Linked DNA regions of Mus musculus: region 2 is linked to region 1. Evidence: chromatin contacts called from public HiCAR-type data. All regions are on one chromosome and are shown on one strand. Each heading gives the region's core, a stretch centred on a gene start, on an enhancer-like site or on the middle of the called end of the contact. The rest is flanking DNA. Distances are from core to core; before and after follow the strand shown. Region 1 holds the start of Nucb2 (nucleobindin 2). Region 2 holds the start of Itpripl2 (inositol 1,4,5-triphosphate receptor interacting protein-like 2).

Region 1 (3,166 bases), core at 45-2,544:
TTGTTGAATTTGAGTTTTATAGAACCATAACACAGCTTATGTGAGGGAAAACTCCTGATACAATTTCTAAGATAAAATAATCTGAGCATTACTCAAGTCCAGTTTCTTAACAAAACCAGCCAGGGAAGACCTTAAGAAGCAATTTAAATAGCCAAAGGCTCCCTGGTCCAAATGCCTGGTAGAATACTATCACCTCTTGACAATTCTTTGGGACAATCATCTCAACATTTTAAGCTTTCCTGTAGGGAAATCCCAAAATTAACTGTAACTCACTATAACAAATATTTTCATTTAAGCCCCGTATCCTCCTGCCTCAGGCTCCCCTAACAGCTGATATTGTGTGAGTCACCACTTTCCTGCCTTTTGTCAAAATCAGGATGATTGGGGAGGGGGATAAAATGTATATTATTTATCCACAGTTTCTTAAATAAGAAACTTAGATGATAGCACTCGGCATTCAATTGTGTAAAAGGTACATTAACCCGTGTAAAAGGTATAAATTATCAGAACAAGGGTTCCTGTTCATTTTCATTCTCTTCCCCTCCACCCCTTTCTGATTTTGCAAAATAACTGTCTGGTAAGACTGCTGTCTGTATCAACCACAATAACCACACCAGCCCACGGAGGTAACATTCAGCAGGTGCAACAAGAAAGTAACATCTTTCTCTTCCCCCTAAATCAAAATGTATCCTCTTTCACCTAATTTGTCACTTTGGGGCAAACGATACTACAGCTGGCAGGAACTTTCTCCTTAGTGGCAGATGCTGGTTTCACATACCCCGGGGAAGAGCTGTGTTCCTGGGCCTAGCTTTGCTCCACAACTGGAGGGGGGCGGGGGGGCGCGGAGCATCAGCCGGGAATCGATAGGTCCAGAGACCTCACCAGTGGGCGAGCCCCTCGCCCACGTACCCCGCCCCAGTCTGGGTCCAGCACCTACTCTGCCTGCTCGTGCTACCCACCCGGAAGAAAAGCTCAAGCGCTCTGTAGCTAGAAGAGTGGTGGAGTGGACCCGACGCCTCCGGCTTCAGCTGGGAGACCCTCCCCAACCTTGCCCGCCCAGAACTCGGCCCTCCATGCCCACAACCATGGGCAGGGCAAGAACAGACCTGCGCCCTCTCTTCTGTGACCCGTCCAGCCTCCTCGAGGCTGGGATCTACACCCTGCTCCGCGCCACTGACCTTCTCTGCAGGGTCCCGGCGCGCGAGGCTAAGCCGACTGATGCCCGCCGCGAGCACACCAGTTTTCCCTGCCCACGGCCCTCCGCCTTGCTCTGATCCACAGCCTAATGCGTGCCCGCCTCCTGGTTGCCATGGTGACTGCCTCCTCCCCCCACAGCCGCTAATTGGTCCAGCTCCGGATCGCGGAGGACTCCTATTGGTGAACTGGTCCAGGGACGCGCCTACGCGAAGGCGCTTCTGGAAGAACTAGCCAAGAGGGACGTGGCGCTCTCCGAAGCGTGAGGAAGCCGCGCCTCTTCCTTCCCTTGCTGTCTTAGACTAGCTCTTAGTGCATGGCTTAGTAGGGTGAAGTGATGCCCGGGGATCCCCCACAAAATCTTAGGGTTTGCCAGGTTCTTGGTCTCTGGCATGAGCCTGCAGCGCCCACAGTGGTGGAGAAAAAAGTGGTAGCCCTCTTGTGAGTCTTGGAGAGCCTCTTTCCTGCAGGGACTCAGACTGGTATTTAACGTACCCCCACCCTCCTTATCGTGGTCCCTGAGTCCCTGTGACTTAATAGCATTTACCTCTCAGATACAGATTTTTCTTCTCTCTGCCCCGTGGAGTCAAGACATCTTCAACACATTTAACATTAACAACATTTTAACCGTGGGGCATTTTGTACGTGCTTGGAGGGTAGAAAAGCTTTAGAGCCTTGGAGCTGGTTTTGAAGCGTGAGTGCCAGTTACTCGCACCTGACTGATTTTTAGGGTGTTTTGTTTTGTTTTGTTTTGTTTTGTTTTGTTTTTCAACCCAAAGAAAAAGGTCCTAGGTTGTGTACTGACTGGCTGGTCTCCTTGCTGCAACGAAAAATACTAAGAAAAGCAGTTAAAGAAGGAAGAGGGGTTTGGTTTGGTTTGGTTTGGTTTGGTTTGGTTTGGTTTGGTTTGGTTTGGTTTTGGGGTTTTGCTTGTTTGTTTTGCTCACAGTTTAAGGGTGTGCTTCAGTACAGCAGTAGAAGAAGCTTGAGGCAGCTGGCACAAGGTATCAGGAAGCAGAGAGAGACACACGAATGCTGGCACTTAGCACTCTCGCTCGCTCGCTCTCTGTCTCATTCTCTCTATCTCTAGTTGGTTGAATCTACAAACGAAGAACCCACAGATCCAGGGGAGGGTAGACTGCAATGGAAACCACTGTTAGCAAGACACAACGTGGGTTAATGGCTGTGTGCACCATTAGAGATCAGACTTCTCTCTTGCAACACTCAACTTTTCTAACCCATCCTAAAGAAGGTATCAGAGCACTATGCTTCCATTTCCTTGTGTATAAAATGGGGTCAGTAACAGCCACACACACACACACACACACACACACACACACACACACACACTTACAGTCTATAAAAAAGAGTCAGTCACATTGTACTAACTCGGCCATTCTTGGGATGGTGACTAAACCAAAACCTCAGCCTCTAGATTTTAACTCTTATCCACACCTCTCGTCCACTTACTTTGAATAATATCCCAAAGCTAAGCTCCTTTTGTGTTTTAGAATGTTGTCCATTTTTTGTTTTGTGGCTCTGCTTCCACTGAGGGATTGAGAGCAGAGACATATGTTTAAAAAAAAATGAACAAGTTGAATGTAATGACACTTGAAGAGGATAAAAGATTATGTTATAGGCACACTAAATTTCAACTTGAGAGATATTACCTACATCCTAAGAATCGTTAGTAATCCTGTAATATTTGAGTTGATATTCCACCCCAGCACTGTGGGAATTGCTAGACTCACTAGGCACGGTGGTCCCCACGCCTTCAGGATTAGCATATGGTAGATGGAAACAAAAGAATCGGGAATTCCAGGCCAGCCTGAGCTCTGTAAGAACCTGCCTTATGAAACAAAAACAAGATACTAGACTATTAACTTATTAAAGCCAGGAACTGCCTTGAACATTTCCATTACCTATTAACCTATCACAAGGACAAATACCATGTGAATGGGGCACAAAAACT
Region 2 (3,074 bases), core at 202-2,701, 2.0 Mb before region 1:
GAGGAGCAGCACACGATGGCCCGAATGTGAAACTCCAGCACTGGGGAGGTAGAAACAAGCCAATGCCTGGAGCTGCTGGCCACCGAAACAGCAACCTCAGGTTCAGTGAGACACCCTGTCTCAAAACCCAAGGCGGAATAGCACCCAAGGAATGACACTGAGGAATAACACCCAAGGTTAACTTATGGCTTTCACATATAAATGTGAGTGAACACACACACACACACACACACTTCTGCTTAGCCTGACTAGTTCAGTCAGGATCTCCTGGACTAATGCTGGGATGACCCTCTATCCTGGTTCTATGGTTGGGATCCCATATGCTCTAAGTCATTTACCCTTGCTCCCCTTATACAGCAGCAAGGTGTAATAAGTGTGAACAAATACAGACGACTATTCAAATACATTCAAATTGTTCCTGGGACTTTCGTGTTATGAAAAAGCGCAGGCTTTCCAGGTTTGTAAGAGTCCTCACAAAGGACTCAGAAAAAAAAAAAATGCCCAAAGGACACATGGACCTCTTCCCTGGCCACCCTGCCTTCTGACTCCTCTAGATGGAAGCACAGCTCTGCAAAGGCTGTGTGACTTTGGGTGATCTTTGGAACCTGGCTGGACTCTAGTATCAGAAAATCTGAGAAGATACTACTTATTGGCAATAGATATTAGCACTAAGGTCTTATCAGTATGGATTAGCATTAAAGTACAGAGTAAGTATGTACCATGTGACTGATGCAGGTATAAGGCAAACCAAAACCAAAACACAGTTCTTTCTTTCTTTTCTTTCCTTTTTAAAGTAAGTGTGTGTGTGTGTGTGTGTGTGTGTGTGTGTGTGTGTGTGTGTGTGTGCTTGCATATACGAGGAGGTCAGAGGGTAGGTAACTTGCAGAACACTTCTCTCCCTCCACTATGCAGGTTTGAGAATCAAACTCAGGTGGTGAGGCTGGGCATCAAACCTGTCTCCTGTCCTGCAAAAACTATCATTATCGCTTTGCACCAGCTCTCCCAGGTCTCAGATCCAACACTACCTCGTCAGACACCCTACAGTTTGGGGCAGGACTCTGAGGATCATCCTTTGGAAGATCAACCTGTACTCCTTCATTCAGCTTCCTTTCAGAACATCTGCTGGTGGGAATCTTTGTTTTTGAGACAGTCTATGTAGCCCAGACTAGTCTTGAACTCATGACTCCAGCCTCGGGATCAGAGGCAGTCATCACCACCCTTCTCTGTTCGTAGTCCCGTTTTACCAGACTGTGAGCTTGAATAACAGGCAAGAGAACCTCCACACTATCAACTGCATTCCCAGCCCTTAGGCTCCTGTCTAGTGCTTAGTAGGTACTCTACAGAGGTTTACAAGACAGCACAGCGGCAGACAGCTAGGGGCCACTTCCGCCCGAGCCTGCCACGCCGCCAGCGGGACTCGTTGGGGGTGGGGCCGGGCGAAGGGAGGGCCGGGCGGTGGGGCTGCAAGCCTTCCTCCAGCAACTTCCCAGTAAGTGCGGGATCAGATGCAGCCACCGCCCCGGAACCAGGCCTTCCCCGTTCTGCCTTCCAGGAGGGGGCCCAGGAGTAGCCCTCGGGAGTGCAGTCTCCCGCAAGTCCCGAAGTCCCTCTGGCCACCCGACGTCGAACCAGGCGGAGGCTGGGAGGGGGCCGCCCTCCCCGCGAGGCTCCAGACTCCGGCATTTCCTCCCGGCTGCCCGGCGCGGCCTTCCCCTCCGAAAGAAGAAAATCCCGGGACCCGAGTAACCCGGCCGATCGCCCCTGTGCACAGCTGTGGCGGAGCCAGGAGGGCCGCCCAGGGTAGGGTAGGAGTCCGGGGCAGAAGCCAGCCCAGGGCAGCGCGGCTGGGACTGAGCGGGACAGGGACAGGGCGCGGTCAGGGGCCGGAGCGAGCTGCGCGGGCGGCGCCTGGAAGGGGAACTTGAGCTAAGAGTGGAGGCAGAGCAGCGGGGCTGCTGGCCCCGGCGCTGCGAGCGGGGAGCCTCCTTCAAGGCCAAGGACACGGGGGCCTCGGGGCCTCCGGGACGCTGCGCGCATGCTGGGCAGGGGACACCACCCGGGCTCGCGCCCTGGGCCGCCCGGTCTCCCGGCATGTCCGTGCGGTACACGCTCAACCTGCGGGTCTTCTGGCCCTTGGTGACCGGGCTGTGCACGGCGCTGGTGTGCCTCTACCATGCCCTACGCAGCAGCGAGGATGCCCGGGCCGAGTCCCCCGACGGCGCAGACAGCGGTTTCCCGTTGCTCAAGGTGGCCATCCTTCTTCTCCTCGGCTACATCCTCCTACGATGTCGCCACGCCATCCGCCAGCGCCTGTTGCCAGGCTCTTCCCGCCCGCGTGGTCATGCCAACTTCTCAGCCAGATCCTTGCAAGAGCCAGGCCTGAGCATCTTACTGGAGAGTTACTATGAGCACGAAGTGCGCCTGTCGCCGCATGTGCTAGGTCACAGCAAGGCACATGTGAGCCGGATTGTGGGGGAACTAGTGCAAGCTGGCCGGGCCCGAGGGTCTCCAGGCCTCATCACCGGGGGAGCACTGGCTTTGGCCTTCCGGGGAGACTTCATCCAGGTGGGCAGCGCCTATGAACAGCATAAAATCCGCCGACCCGACAGCTTCGACGTGTTGGTGCCACTGCGACTCCCGCCGCAGGTGGCGCTGGAGCCGCGGAGCCTGGGGACCGAACCCTCGCTGACCCCAGCCTTCCGCAGCTGCTTCGTGTGCGCCCTCAAGGCACCACCCTCGCCATCGGGGGCCTCGACGGGCCAGTGGCATCGCGACTGCAAACCCTTCGCTGAAGGCTTCTGTGTGGATGTGCAGGGCCGTCGCCACCTCTCAGCTACCCTGGTACTGCGCTGGTTCCAGGCGCACCTACAGCGCTCCTTGGCCACTGTGCGCTACAGCTTGGAGGGTCGCTGTCGGGTCAGCCTGACCCCAGGCAGTCTGGAGCAGCCCCCCACCCTCCACATCCTTCCTTGCCGCACGGACTATGGCTGCTGCCGCCTTTCCATGGCCGTGCGCCTCATCCCTGCTGTCCACCTGGGTGATGGCGTCTTCCTTGTGGCACCACCACCACCACC

Evidence for each region. HiCAR-type assays count read pairs that join an accessible place to other places.
Region 2: a HiCAR-type map of astrocytes shows a contact between it and region 1, with 5 times the contacts expected there. The contact joins the promoter of Itpripl2 here to the promoter of Nucb2 in region 1. A contact is called at or near these places in 2 of 39 promoter capture datasets (the C10 cell line and cranial neural crest) and 1 of 115 datasets of contacts at active chromatin or transcription factors (astrocytes).

What each region holds. Positions count from the first base shown.
Region 1 is chr7:116,502,497-116,505,662 of GRCm38.p6, reverse strand. Nucb2 (nucleobindin 2) reads right to left here and starts at 1,294. Exons shown (of 14, transcript NM_001130479.2): 1 at 1,179-1,294.
Region 2 is chr7:118,490,352-118,493,425 of GRCm38.p6, reverse strand. It overlaps Itpripl2 (inositol 1,4,5-triphosphate receptor interacting protein-like 2), which reads left to right and starts at 1,451. Exons shown (of 1, transcript NM_001033380.3): 1 at 1,451-3,074. The coding sequence starts at 2,092.